Regions from separate parts of the Pan troglodytes genome. Here region 2 is linked to region 1. Evidence: chromatin contacts called from public HiChIP or PLAC-seq data. All regions are on one chromosome and are shown on one strand. The core of a region is the stretch at or near the end of the contact, and the rest is flanking DNA. Distances in the headings are between cores, read along the strand shown.

Region 1 (6,428 bases), core at 1,291-3,790:
CATCGTATTTTCTCTCACAGCTTCTTTGGGTCAGGAATTCAGGAAAGGCTTGTCTGCTTGGGGCTGGCCTGGGGTCTCTCCTGCTGCTGCTGCGGGACGACAGCTGGATGGGAAAAGTGGGGGCTGGAGGAGCTGAGGCATCTTTCTCTCCATACATCTTAGAGGCTCTCCATGTGGACTAGGTGGGGATTTATCAAGGTGTGACAGCCTTGGGGTCCTCAGACTTCTCACTGGGAGGCTCAGGACTCTACAGCAAGCACGTCATGGGCTAAGAAGATGGATGGATGCTGCATTCCCTTTAGGACCTAGCCTGAGAAGTCACACGGAGGCACTTCTGCCACATACTATTGGTTACAAACGAGTCAACAAACCCCTTAAATTGAAGGACAGCGGAATGAGACTCTGTGTCTTGCCATGGGAATGGCAAGATTCTTGAAGAGTATGTGGGACAAGAGATATTACTGCAGCCAGTTTTATTTTATCATTTTATTTTATTTTGAGATGGAGTCTTGCTCTGTCGCCCAGGCTAGAGCACAGCAATTTTATTTTATTTTATCATTTTATTTTATTTTGAGATGGAGCCTTGCCCTGTCGCCCAGGCTGGAGTGCAGTGATGCAATTTCAACTCACTGCAACCTCTACCTCCTGGGTTCAAGTGATTCTCCTGCCTCAGCCTCTCAAATAGCTGGGATTACATGCACCCACCACCATGCCCAGCTAATTTTTGTATTTTTAGTAGAGATGGGGTTTCTCCATGTTGGCCAGGCTGGTCTCAAACTCCTGACCTCAAGTGATCCACCCGCCTCGGCCTCCCAAAGTGCTGGGATTACAGGCGTGAGCCACCATGCCCAGCCTCTGCAGCCATTTTCAGATAATACAATCTGTGGAGGGTAAACCTAGAAAGAAAAGCAGGTGATGCATCATACCAAGCCTTGTAAGCCACACTTTGTTATTTTTTTTTTTTAAGACACAGAGGCCGGGCGTGGTGGCTCAAGCCTGTAATCCCAGCACTTTGGGAGGCCGAGGTAGGCGGATCACAAGGTCAGGTGTTCGAGACCAGCCTGGCCAATATGGTGACACCCCGTCTCTACTAAAAATACAAAAAAAAAAAAAAAAAAATCAGCCAGGAGTGGTGGCACACACCTGTAGTCCTAGCTACTAGGGAGGCTGAGGCAGAAGAATCACTTGAACCTGAGAGGCAGAGGTTGCAGTGAGTCACGTTCACGCCACTGCATTCCAGCCTGGGCAACAGAGGAAGGCTCTGTCTCCAAAAAAAAAAAAAGAGAGAGAGAGAAAATCTTGCTTTGTTACCCAGGCTGGACAGCAGTGGTGCGATCTCGGCTCACTGCAGGCTCAAGTTCCTCCACAAGTGCCCCTCAGCGCAGCTGGTTAATTTTTTGTAGAGATGGGGTCTCACTACGTTGCCCAGGCTGGGCTCAAGCGATCCACCCACCTTGACCTCCCAAAGTGTTGGGACTACGGGTGTCAGCCCTGCACAGAGCCCCACAAGAGTTTAGATCTTGATGTAAATTGTGATGAGGAAGCAATGGAGGACTTTTTGGCTTTTTATGTTTTGTTTTTCATCACTGGAGACTTTTAGCAAGAGAGTGAACGGTTTGGTTGTTTTTAAAAGTTTGTTCTAGCAGCTGTGCGGAAAAAGAGTTCGTGGGGAAGGTTTGAAAGCAGAGACCATTCAGGAGAGGACCCAGAAGTCCCAGTGCCAGACACGGCAGTCGGCCCCAGCCTGGGTAAGGGACAAGGGAGAGGGTGGGGGACACGGAAGCCCACCAGGTTTCCGGCCAGTCCAGCGGTTTTGTTCACTGAAGTGGAAAACCATGAAGAAGTAAGTTTGTTTTGGACACATTGGCTTTGAGAGTCCAGGGTAGATGTACGAGGCTGAAACTCAGGCAATAAAAATTGAGGGGAGAATACACAGCATTTAAAAAGGTACAGGAGGCCGAGCACGGAGGCTCATGCCTGTGATCCCAGCGATCTAGGAGGCCGAGGCGGGAAGATCGATGGAGCCCAGGAGTTCGAGACCAGCCTGAAACCAAACATCAAACCTGTTAGCCAGGCGTGGGGATGGGAGGCCAAGGCAGGAGGATCGAGGCACAGGACTGGACGAGATGAGTGTCAGCCCAGGGATTTAAAATCTCTCTGCCCACCCTCCCCTTCCTGCGGTCAACTTGCAGATTCCAACAGACAAAAGCAAGCATGGGCGAACCACCGTGCGCCGCCGTCCCCGACAGAAGCACGCATGCGCACACCTCTGTGTGCGGAGGTTTCCGACAGACGCACGCGTGCGCACACTTCTATGCGCGGAGGTCTCCGCAGACAGAAGCACGCATGCGCACATCGCTGTGCCGGTATCGCCAACAGATGGAAGCACGCATGCGCGCACCGCTGCGTACCTAGCACGCCGACAGATGTACGCATGCGCACACCGCTATGTTCCCGAGGTCCCCGACAGAAGCACACATGCGCACACCGCTGTGTGCCAAGGTCGCCAAAAGACGGAAGCACGCATGCGCACACCGCGGTCCGTGGGGCACCGGGCGGAAGCGTCCTGACTGCGCAGGCGCAGCAGGGGTGGTCGCCATGGAGACGCGTGGCCCTGGCCTGGCGGTCCGCGCTGAGAGTCGCCGACTAGTCGGCAGCGGGCCTCGGGCGCCCCCGGGGCGGGTTGGGTTGCAGCCCAGCGGGCGGATGGACCGCCGCGGTGGGGCGGGGACAGTGGGGTACAAGGACAACGACGGCGTGGAGGAGGAGCGGGAGGGCGGCGCCGCGGGCCCCTGGGGGTCTAGACTGCCCCCCATCACAGGCGGCGCCTCCGAGCTGGCCAAACGGAAGGTGAAGAAGAAGAAAAAAAGGAAGAAGAAGACCAAGGGGTCTGGCAAGGGGGACGGTAAGAGGAGCAGCTAGCCCGGCTGCGTCAGCTCCGGTTCCCTGGAGACTCTTTGGGGACCCCCCCCCCATTTCACACATGCCCGTCAGCAGCACGTTGATGCCCCAGCCCCACCCATGGAGACCATCCACCAACTCTGCGGTCCCTTAGCCCCACACAGAGACCCCTACAGATATCCACCATTCCTAAGAGCCTTCCAGCCCCACACAAAGACACCCTCTCAACTTCCTAATCCCTCAGCCAAAACTGGCAATCTTAAACGTCTGCACCTTCCCCACAGAGGCCCTCCTCACAAGACACTTTCCCCACCCCAAACACATTGATGCCACATGAAAGGCCCTCACTCTCATGCACAGAGAAGGGCAGACTCCTGCCTCCCCTCCTCACACCCTCTTGCGTTAAGGCTGCCTGCCTCTGGATGCGCGGTAGACACCCACACCCACAGACGTGTGTATTAAAGGTCCTCGCTGCATGGGCTCCCCCTCGCACCCACCAAGGGGCAGCCTTGGACTGCACAAACCCCATGACACCAGTCACTGTGACATCCTCCGATAATCCCTGACACCCTCAACCACTCCCCGCTTCATATCAGTGTAAGACCCACAGTGAAACTAAAGGGCGGGGGACACCCTCAACCACTCCCCCCACCTTCTATCAATGTAACACCAACAGTGAAACTAAAGGGCGGGACGCAGTGGCTCACACCTGTAATCCGAGCACTTTGGGAGGCCGAGGTGGGAGGATCACTTGAACCCAGGACTTCCAGGCTGCAGTGAGCTATGATCGCACCATTGCACTCCAGCCTGGAAAACAAGCAAGAACCTGTCTCTTAAAAAAACAAACAAACAAAAAAAACTAAAGCACAGATCCCTGTCATGCACACACATTCATAGTCTACACACACAGACACAGACTGTTAATACGTTATACATTGACGTGTGTAGTCATATGCAGGCAGGAATTGCAGTCTCTCTCAGGGACACCTTCACAAACACACATACCCTACCTGCCATAAACCCCAGTCCCTACATCTCACCAAGCTCTTCTTGTAGAACCCCTAGATTTCTTGACAAGGGGACTGAGCACCCACTTTGAGGAGAGAGAGCACAGCAGTGACAGAGAATGCAGGTGCCCGTGAGTGCTGTGAGGCCACTGTCGCCCGTGTGGTCCACCTCAGTGGCTTTGGCTGTCTGGGAGAGGGCTCTAAGCTCCAGTTCTGGGGCCTGGCCCTCTGTGGCAGAGCTGGCACCAAGGCAAGCAGGAGGCAGAGTGGCAGCCTCGCCCATATGGACCGTGCAGTGTGGGAAGGGAGCAATGGGAAGATGATAAGTACTTCTCAGGCGTAATACAAAGGCAAGAAAATTCTGCAGTTCAGGTCAAGAAGCCCTGTGTGGCTGGGCACATGGCTCACGCCTGTAATCCCAGCACTTTGGGAATTCAAGACCAGCCTGGCCAACATGGTGAAACCCCGTCTCTACTGAAAATACAAAAATTAGCTGGGCATGGTGGCAGGCACCTAGATTTGCTTGAACCTGAGAGGCGGAGGTTGCAGTGAGCCAAGATTGTGCCACTGTGCTCCAGCCTGGGTGGCAGAGTGAGACTCAGTCTCAAAAAAAAAAAAAAAAAGCCCTGTGTGTATCTGCAAAAAGAAATTTGGCAGTTCATTGTCCTTTTGGCGTAGCTTTTCACTGTAGAAATTACAGTGACATGTGCCTCATACCGTCAGCAGGGGGAACCAGATAGTTTCCAGGGCGTAGCAAGGGAGGGAAATGTCAAAAGATGATTTCTTTCTCTCTCCCCTAAAATAAAAGGACGAGCTGATGAGAGAACCACAATTTGTAGCATTTTATGTGCACGTTAAATAATTCTGAAGTGCTATTGATGTTAAAAAAAAATCAGTACAAGCCATACAGCAGAAGTATTTCTGGCTTGGCATAATACTGCTTTCATCAGTCAAATTTAGGAAGCTTTTCTGTTGTTTTCCGTTCCTTCCATCATAAAGTGTCTAGACTAGGGTAGAGTCACAGACTCCCAGAACTGGGAATGGCCGTGGTGAGCACATGGCGAGGATGGATGGGGGCAGCATGGCCCAGTGGAAAGAATGGGGCATTGGGGGCCCAGCCTGCACTCAGGTCCCAGCTCTGCCACTCGCTCATGACACTGGCGAGTTCCTGAACCTTTTGGAACTTCGGTTTCCTCACCCGAAGAATAGGGCCGATCGCCTTTACCCAGACGGCCTGGCTCAGACTGTGTGCTCAATGAATGGTTCCTCCTGCCCTGAAATGATTTCAGCAAAATCACACAGGCAGGTGGGCACGAGGCTGGTGGGCTTGGCAGCCTGAGCTCTGGGTACGGAGGGGACCCCATCCTCCTCTTCCGTCTTGGGTGATTTTGGCACCATCCCCAGCAGGCCAAGGGCAGACATTGCCACAAACACTAACCTGCTCATCTACTCAGCAGATAAACATCAGAGTCAGAGCCTGAAGAGCCAGCCGCTTTCTTCCTCCTTTCATGACATCTTAAGTCCGTGCAAAGACCGTGGCCCGAAACCAGAGCACAGACAGAGCAAAGTGGAAAATAAGCACCTCCCTTCTGACTCCTCCACCGTCAGCCTCCCCGACTTTGCCGAAATAGAGAACCTTGCGAATCGGATCAACGAAAGTCTGCGTTGGGATGGAATTCTTGCTGACCCGGAGGCAGAGAAGGAAAGGATTCGCATCTATAAAGTGAACCGGAGAAAGCGGTACCGGTGCTTGGCCCTCAACGGCTTCCACCCCGACCCCGAGGCCCTCAAGGGCTTCCACCCCGACCCCGAGGCCCTCAAGGGCTTCCACCCCGACCCCGAGGCCCTCAAGGGCTTCCACTCCGACCCCGAGGCCCTCAAGGGCTTCCACCCCGACCCCGAGGCCCTCAAGGGCTTCCACCCCGACCCCGAGGCCCTCAAGGGCTTCCACCCCGACCCTGAGGCCCTCAAGGGTTTCCACACTGACCCCGAGGCCCTCAAGGGCTTCCACCCCGAGGCCCTCAAGGGCTTCCACCCCGACCCCAAGGCCCTCAAGGGCTTCCACCCCGACCCCAAGGCCCTCAAGGGTTTCCACACTGACCCCGAGGCCCTCAAGGGCTTCCACACTGACCCCGAGGCCCTCAAGGGTTTCCACCCCGACCCTGAAGCCCTCAAGGGCTTCCACCCCGACCCTGAGGCCCTCAAGGGCTTCCACCCCGACCCCAATGCCGAGGAGGCCCCTGAGAACTTACCCTACCTCTCGGACAAAGATGGCAGCTCCAGCCACAGGCACCCCACATCGAAAGCCAAGTGCCCCAATCTCTATTTTGAAGGAAACCTTACCCCAAAGCTTCTACACTCTGACTTAGCTCCTACTCTGCTGGAGTGAAAATCTACCCGCGACACTCACAAACTTATAATTCCTCCTCACCACAAGTTTATGTGTTAAAAACCATCATCATAAAAGGAAATGAGACCCGTATCTGAAGGAAACAGATGTTCGGTACACGGACGACGCCG
Region 2 (6,428 bases), core at 2,535-5,034, 540 kb after region 1:
TTTATGCACAGCTATATCATAATGTGTGTTTTGGAAGCTGAAATAATATGTGTTTTGGAAGCCAAAAAAATTAAGCTTCAATTACTTTTGTACCTACCATGACAACAGGCAGAAACAGGACAATTTTGTATAAAGAATTTTTTTTACATTTTTGTCCTTTTTTTTTTTTTTTTTTGGTGTTTTCTCACAGTTCCTGTCAAGGTGAGAGGAACCAGGCAAAATGCAGGCTTAACATATATGGTCATCCCCAGGTTTTTTTTTAACTATATAAAGGAGAAATTAATAAAAGAAAAAAAGAAATACCACACAGCATTTTCTTTCCCCACCATAATTTTTCAATTTTCTTTAGAGAAATGCCAGCCAATAGCTAATTAGAACCACACCCTTTGTTATCCCAACGGGAAGAAGTATACGCGTGGGCTTAAAGAACAAATGTTAATGAGAACTTAAAAAAAAAATTAGCAATCTGGAACTCTGGTTTCCCTTCAGTGTAAAACAAAATTCCCTTCTCTAGAGTTATTTTAATCGTTGGTGAAACGACACGGACAGAGTCCAGACAAGACGTGTTCACCCATCCAGTGCTCTCAGCTGGGAGAACTCCGGCTCTTCACTTGTTCTGATGGGGAAATTAGCATCATTAGCTCACGGGCTTCTAAGCACCCTAACTTCAAACGAGACAAAAACTCAGTTACAGAAAAGGCACTTGTTCCACATCTCTTTGGTTTCAAGGGGGAAAATAATTCCTTTTTTTTTTTTTTTTTTTTTTGAGACAGAGTTTCGCTCTTGTTGCCCAGACTGGGGTGCAATGGTGCGATCTCGGCTCACCGCAACCTCCGCCTCCCAGGTTCAAGCGATTCTCCTGCCTCAGCCTCCCTAGTAGCTGGGACTACAGGCATGCGCCACCAGGTCTGGCTAATTTTGTATTTTTAGTAGAGACAGGGTTTCTCCATGTTGGTCAGGCTGGTCTGGAACTCCCGACCTCAGGTGATCCGCCCACCTCAGCCTTCCAAAGTGCTGGGATAACAGGCATGAGCCACCGCGCCCGGCAATAATTCCTTTTAAAATCAGCACATAGCTTTTGTAATTTCCAAGAGTATGTGTTCCATAAGAAGGACAGCTGGAGTCTTTTTACCTGCTATATATCCCCGAGAAAGATCTTGAGTGGTTTGTTCACGACCAAGGAAAGAAACTATCTCCTTGAAAACTGGACTGGTTTTAGAGAATAAATTATAGGATGTGAGTCAGAAAAACTCTGGGCCAAAAAATAAAATGTTTAAGATGCTAAGGCACCAGGGTTTGGGCACGTCCAGCACTCTCAACGGTATTTTCAAATGAGCGTCTGCCCTGTGTCATCCAGGTTCTCATCATGGAGGAATCAGCAGGTCCAGGCTAGGGCCGCAGAATACTTTTTGTCATGCAAAGAGCCTGTCCAGGGTAATAGAGAGCCAGCCATGGCCCATGTCCTATCAAATATTCTCCTTTTTCGGAAAAAGCTCTAAGCATTTGCAAAACATCTGTTTGCTCCATATTTTTACTATCCAAAAAATGTATTTCCTCTTCAGTAAAAAACACAACAATAGGCTGTTAAGCCTGTAACATTTTACCATAATTCTATGTTTTCAAAAGCTAGAAATCATTTGTATTGCCGGATAAGGACATTATTTTAAGTAGACTTTGGTCTACAACAGAAACTTGCCGTAACAATGAAAATCTTTTTTGGCAAATCACTTTCTGAACATTATTTCTCCACGAACGTACCACAAAAACCACCACCAAGGAAAACAAAGGATTCTCGTATTTTGAATCAAAAAGTACTGGCCATGCATATTCATACTACATCAAGCATGTCAATCAAAATGGGCAAAATAACCTAAAAAGCAGTAAAAATGCCAACTCTTGCCTCTGAGTGGTTAGTGAACCTATGGTTTCCCAATGTGAAATTTACAAACTGCATCGGATCAACTGTATTTCATACTTTAAATCTCAAATCTCTACCTCACACTGCTTCGGGATGGATGATTTACTCAAGACATTTGGGGTCACAGTATAAGCCTTTTGCTCCCAGTAAATCTAAATCATGCTTCTCAACAAGATTCTGCACATATAAAAGGAACACGTGGCACGCCTCGCCATGCTCCCCAGAGGAAACTAAACGCCCCCAGAATAGCCCTTCTGTCCACTCCAGAAACAGGCTTTCCTCAAAAAGGGAAGGGGGCTGGATTCACACGTTGCATCATAGACACTCACGAAGCAACAGCGCTCCAAAACTTTTTCTGACTCCATTCATTACAAAATGTCCTGGATGTGCTTTATTATCACAGAGACAGACATCCTCACCCAAGGGACACACTCAGAAACCCAAACTCAACTCGGCAGCAAACTGGGAGACACGAGAAGTTGACAGCAAAGTATCCATTTCCCCAAATCCTCCTTCTTCCAGTCAATGTGCATCGATGGGGTCAACTCAGCCCTTAACTCGAAGACCCCGGGACCACAGGGGCCACCACGCAGCTGAGCTCTGCACAGCCCGGGCTGTTCCCGCGCCCGGGAGGCGTCTGGGGAGGAGACTGGACGGCCAGACAATGCAAAGCTCCCCGGTGGCCGCGAACTCAGCCTGGGGCGGGGGGGGCGGGGGAGGCGGGGGCGGGAGACGGAGCCGTGAGCGCCCTTCTCGGCCACAGCCACGGCCACGGTCACCGGCCGCCTCTCCTGACCTCGGCCTCGGCCCCCAGGTCCCCGGTCCCCGGGGAAGGGGCTCCGGGAAGGCAGGTTTCTCCCGGAAAGAAAGGAAACGCGCTGGTTTGGGCACCACGGGCGGGGGGCGCGCACCCTCCCCTCCCCTCCCCTCCCCACTGTGGGAATCCGCGGGGGTCGGCGGCGGAGGCAGGAAGGGCCTGGCGCCTCTGCTCGCGGGTGAAGGGGTCGCGGAACCGGGATCCCCGAGCGCAGCCGCCCCCACCCGAGGCTCCCAGCGTGTGCGGACGGAGGGGCTCCAGCCGGGGTCCCGGGGGCCGAGGGGGGTCCAACTTTCCAGGGCGGGCGCAGCGCAGCACTCGAACCAAAGAGGGGTCCTGGGATGAGGGTGCGGGCACAGCGCGGAGAGGGAGGGGAGGGGGGGCAGAGGCGGGGACGGCGGGGTGGGGGGCGGGGAGAGGACAGTGGGTCGGGGGGCGGGGGACTGGGGGCTGGGGTCAGGGGGTGGGGGGCGGGCAGGGGGACAACGGGGTTGGCGGAGGGCAGGGGTAACGGGGGTGGGGGACGGGCAGGGGTAACGGGGGTGGGGGGCGGGCAGGGGCCGGCGAGGCCCGCGCCGCTCACCTTCCTGTGCTTCTCCTTGTAGGGCAGCGCCAGCCACGGCATGTCCCGCACGAAGTCCTGCCACTGCCGCTGGTCCTGGTCCGAGGACACGAAGACGATCTCCAGGCGCCGCCGCGGCTCGGGCTCCGCCGCCGCCCCGGCCCCCGCTCCCGGCCCCGGCCCGGCCGCCGCGTCCCCCCGCAGGCGCCCGTAGAAGGCGGCCAGGCTGGCGCTGAGCTGCGCGCAGGGGGCGCTGAGGCTGCAGCCGAAGTAGAGACCCAGCAGCGAGATGCCGCGGGCGCCCAGCGAGTGCACGTCCACCTCCTCGCCGCCGCCCGTCACCAGCTTCTCGCCGAGCAGCTCCTCCAGGAAGCCCGACATCCTGGCCCACCGCACGGCGGGCAGGCGGCTGCGACCCCGCTCCACGGTCCGCGCGGCGGGAGGAGGCGGCGGCGGCGGCGGCAGGCGCTGAGGAGAGCGGAGCCCGGCCCAGTAAGGCCGCCCACGCCACGCCCCCTCCGCCTGCCCGCGCCACGCCCCCTCCGCGGTCCGCGCCACGCCCCTCCGCCCGCCCTCGCCACGCCCCGTTTGCGGCCGGCCATGGCCAGAGCTCTCCGCCCAGGCGGGGTCCGCAGCTGCCGGTCGCGGTGCGCGGGGTGACTGCTTGGGCGAGAAGCCGGACCCGAAACGCCGCACTCTCCCTGGAAAGCCCGCGGCCGAAGTGAAGAAAGGAGAAGGGCCCGCTGAGCCGGCGCTTTCCCGGGCTGCAGCCCGGCCCGCATTTTCTCTCCTCCTCAGTTCTAAATTCCCTCCAGACCTCCAGGGATCCCGCCCCCTCCCCGCGGAGCTCTTCACCCTCTTCCTGTTCCTCCTCCCCGGCCTTTCCCTCCTCTCCCTGCACGAAGCCTGACCCTCAGGCCGCTCCGGGACCCACTGACCCTGAGATGCTTATAGGACTCGCCGTCCTCACTGCATCAGGCCGGGCCTGGCTGGACACTGACTCCTCTGTGTGTTCCAAGCTGTTCTAAGGGGGCCCAGGACGCCCTCGCAGCTTCTGGTGGGGTCTGGTTAGGGTGCCAGGTCTCAGTGTGGGATTTCCGTCCAGGGGTCGCCGGGGCCTCTGCCCCCAGCGAATCTGTCTTCCAGCCTCACAAATGGATGCAAAGGACGCCGCGGGGCCTCCAGACCAATGCTGGCCGCGCTCCTGAATCCGCTCCATCCTCATGTCAAGTCTATGGATAGTTGAGAACATTTCTAGAGATTTTTTTTTTTTCCTACCAGCTGGCAGGATGCTCCCCAATGCTTAGGGAGAAGCTGAATTAAACAGGTGGTCTGGGCCGGGCGCGGTGGCTCACGCCTGAATTCCCAGCACTTTGGGAGGCCGAGGTGGGTGGATCACAAGGTCAGGAGTTCGAGACCAGCCTGGCCAATATGGTGACACCCCCCCCGCCTCTACTAAAAATACAAAAATTAGCCGGGTGTAGTGGCAGGCACCTGTAACCCGAGCAACTCAGGAGGCTGAGGTAGGAGAATGGCGTGAAGCCGGGAGACGGAGGCTGCAGTGAGCCGAGATCGCTCCATTGCACTCCAGCCTGGGCAACAGAGCGAGACTCCGTCTCAAAAAAACAAAAAAAACAGGTGGTCCGTGGCGAGTACTCTGGCCACGCAGCGCCTCCCCCCAACCCAACCCACTGGTGCACGAAGCAGGTGCAGATCCGGGCCCAGCCACAGTAACAGGCCGCCGGTGTGGATCAGCTACTGACGACTCAGCGAAAGCAAAAAAATAAAAGCTGAAAACCCGCCCCTCTGAGAGCTTCCACCGCCGCTTCGGAGGGTATTTCCTGTGCATCCATCGCCACCTAATGGAAAGAGTGAAAAATGAGGCCGACCAGACTCCATTTGTGAAAAGACACTGCCGGGACACCAGGCACAATGCTTTTATTTTACAGCAGCTTTCCACATACACAAATGATAGGACGCTTTGCGGGAGCTAATTTAAACCTCAGAATAGAACTTCAAGCTTTTGGCACAAAACGTAAGTGTTCACATCGAAGGTTCTCCGTTTTTCTAGGGTAGAATAAGGAATGGTGCAGGGTTCCAGCTTGGTGAAATGTTACCATATAAAACAATTGGGAGAGGTGGAGATGGGAGCGGAAAGTGGACTGGCGTCTCTACAAGTTATATCCACTTCCTTAGTCACCTGCTGGTATTGCTAATGACACAGGTAAGATCTTTGATGGAGGACCACGTTCGAACACGCTAGAATCCTACTGCGAAGTCGAATTCCACCTTAATTCTTAGGAGACTTTCATGCTGAAAGTCTTTGCCACTGTAGGGACAATATTATAAAACACACACAGAAAGCATCACTTTTTAGTGAAAACTTTATTTATTTATTTATTTATTTTGAGACAGTGTGGGCGGCAAGCCACCCAGGCGCTGAGGCAAGAGACCAAGGACACGAGCCGTTCCAGTATAATAAAATATAAAATAAGAATAGTTATACCAGATATAGATCTTAGATATGCTTATATATGAACATCATTCATCATTAGTTTGTAGCAATTACTCTTTATTCCAATATCATAATAATCCTCGCTCTATAATCATAATCTAGGGAAAACCAGGCCATACAGAGATAGGAGCTGAGGGGACATAGTGAGGAGTGACCAGAAGACAAGAGTGTGAGCCTTCTGTTATGCCCAGACAGGGCTACCAGAGGGCTTCTTGGTCTAGCGGTAACACCAGCGTCTGGGAAGACACCCGTGGCCAGGCAGACTGTGGTCTAGCGGTAGCGTAAGTGTCAAGGAAAAACACCTGCTACTTAGCAGACCAGGAAAGGGAGTCTCCCTTTCCCCGGGGGAGTTTAGAGAAGACTCTACTCCTCCACCTCTTGTGGAGGGCCTGACTGCAGGCTCGCCCACAATTATCCGGAGGCCTAACCGTCTCCCTGTGATGCTGTGCTTCAGTGGTCATGCTCCTAGTCTGCCTTCGTGTTCCATTCTGTACACCTGGCTCTGCCTTCTAGATAGCAGTAGCAAATTAGTGAAAGCACTAAAAGTCTCTAATAATGGTGGAAGCTGTTTCTCTCTTTGTCTCCTCTCTCTCTCTGCCTCGGCTGCCAGGCAGGG

Evidence for each region. HiChIP or PLAC-seq counts read pairs in DNA pulled down with a chosen protein or histone mark.
Region 2: a contact with region 1 is called in an H3K4me3 HiChIP or PLAC-seq map of stem cell-derived excitatory neurons, with 13 times the contacts expected there. The contact joins the promoter of NXN here to the promoter of LIAT1 in region 1. A contact is called at or near these places in 1 of 7 Hi-C or Micro-C datasets (stem cell-derived neural progenitor cells) and 1 of 1 datasets of contacts at active chromatin or transcription factors (stem cell-derived excitatory neurons).

The regions. Positions count from the first base shown.
Region 1 is chr19:10,906,542-10,912,969 of NHGRI_mPanTro3-v2.0_pri, forward strand. LIAT1 (ligand of ATE1) reads left to right here and starts at 2,541. Exons shown (of 2, transcript XM_016931094.4): 1 at 2,541-2,905; 2 at 5,366-6,428. The coding sequence starts at 2,599. The coding sequence ends at 6,297. All of the region lies in intron 1 of RPH3AL (rabphilin 3A like (without C2 domains)), which reads right to left.
Region 2 is chr19:11,447,973-11,454,400 of NHGRI_mPanTro3-v2.0_pri, forward strand. NXN (nucleoredoxin) reads right to left here and starts at 3,785. Exons shown (of 8, transcript XM_016931115.4): 1 at 3,319-3,785. The coding sequence starts at 3,678.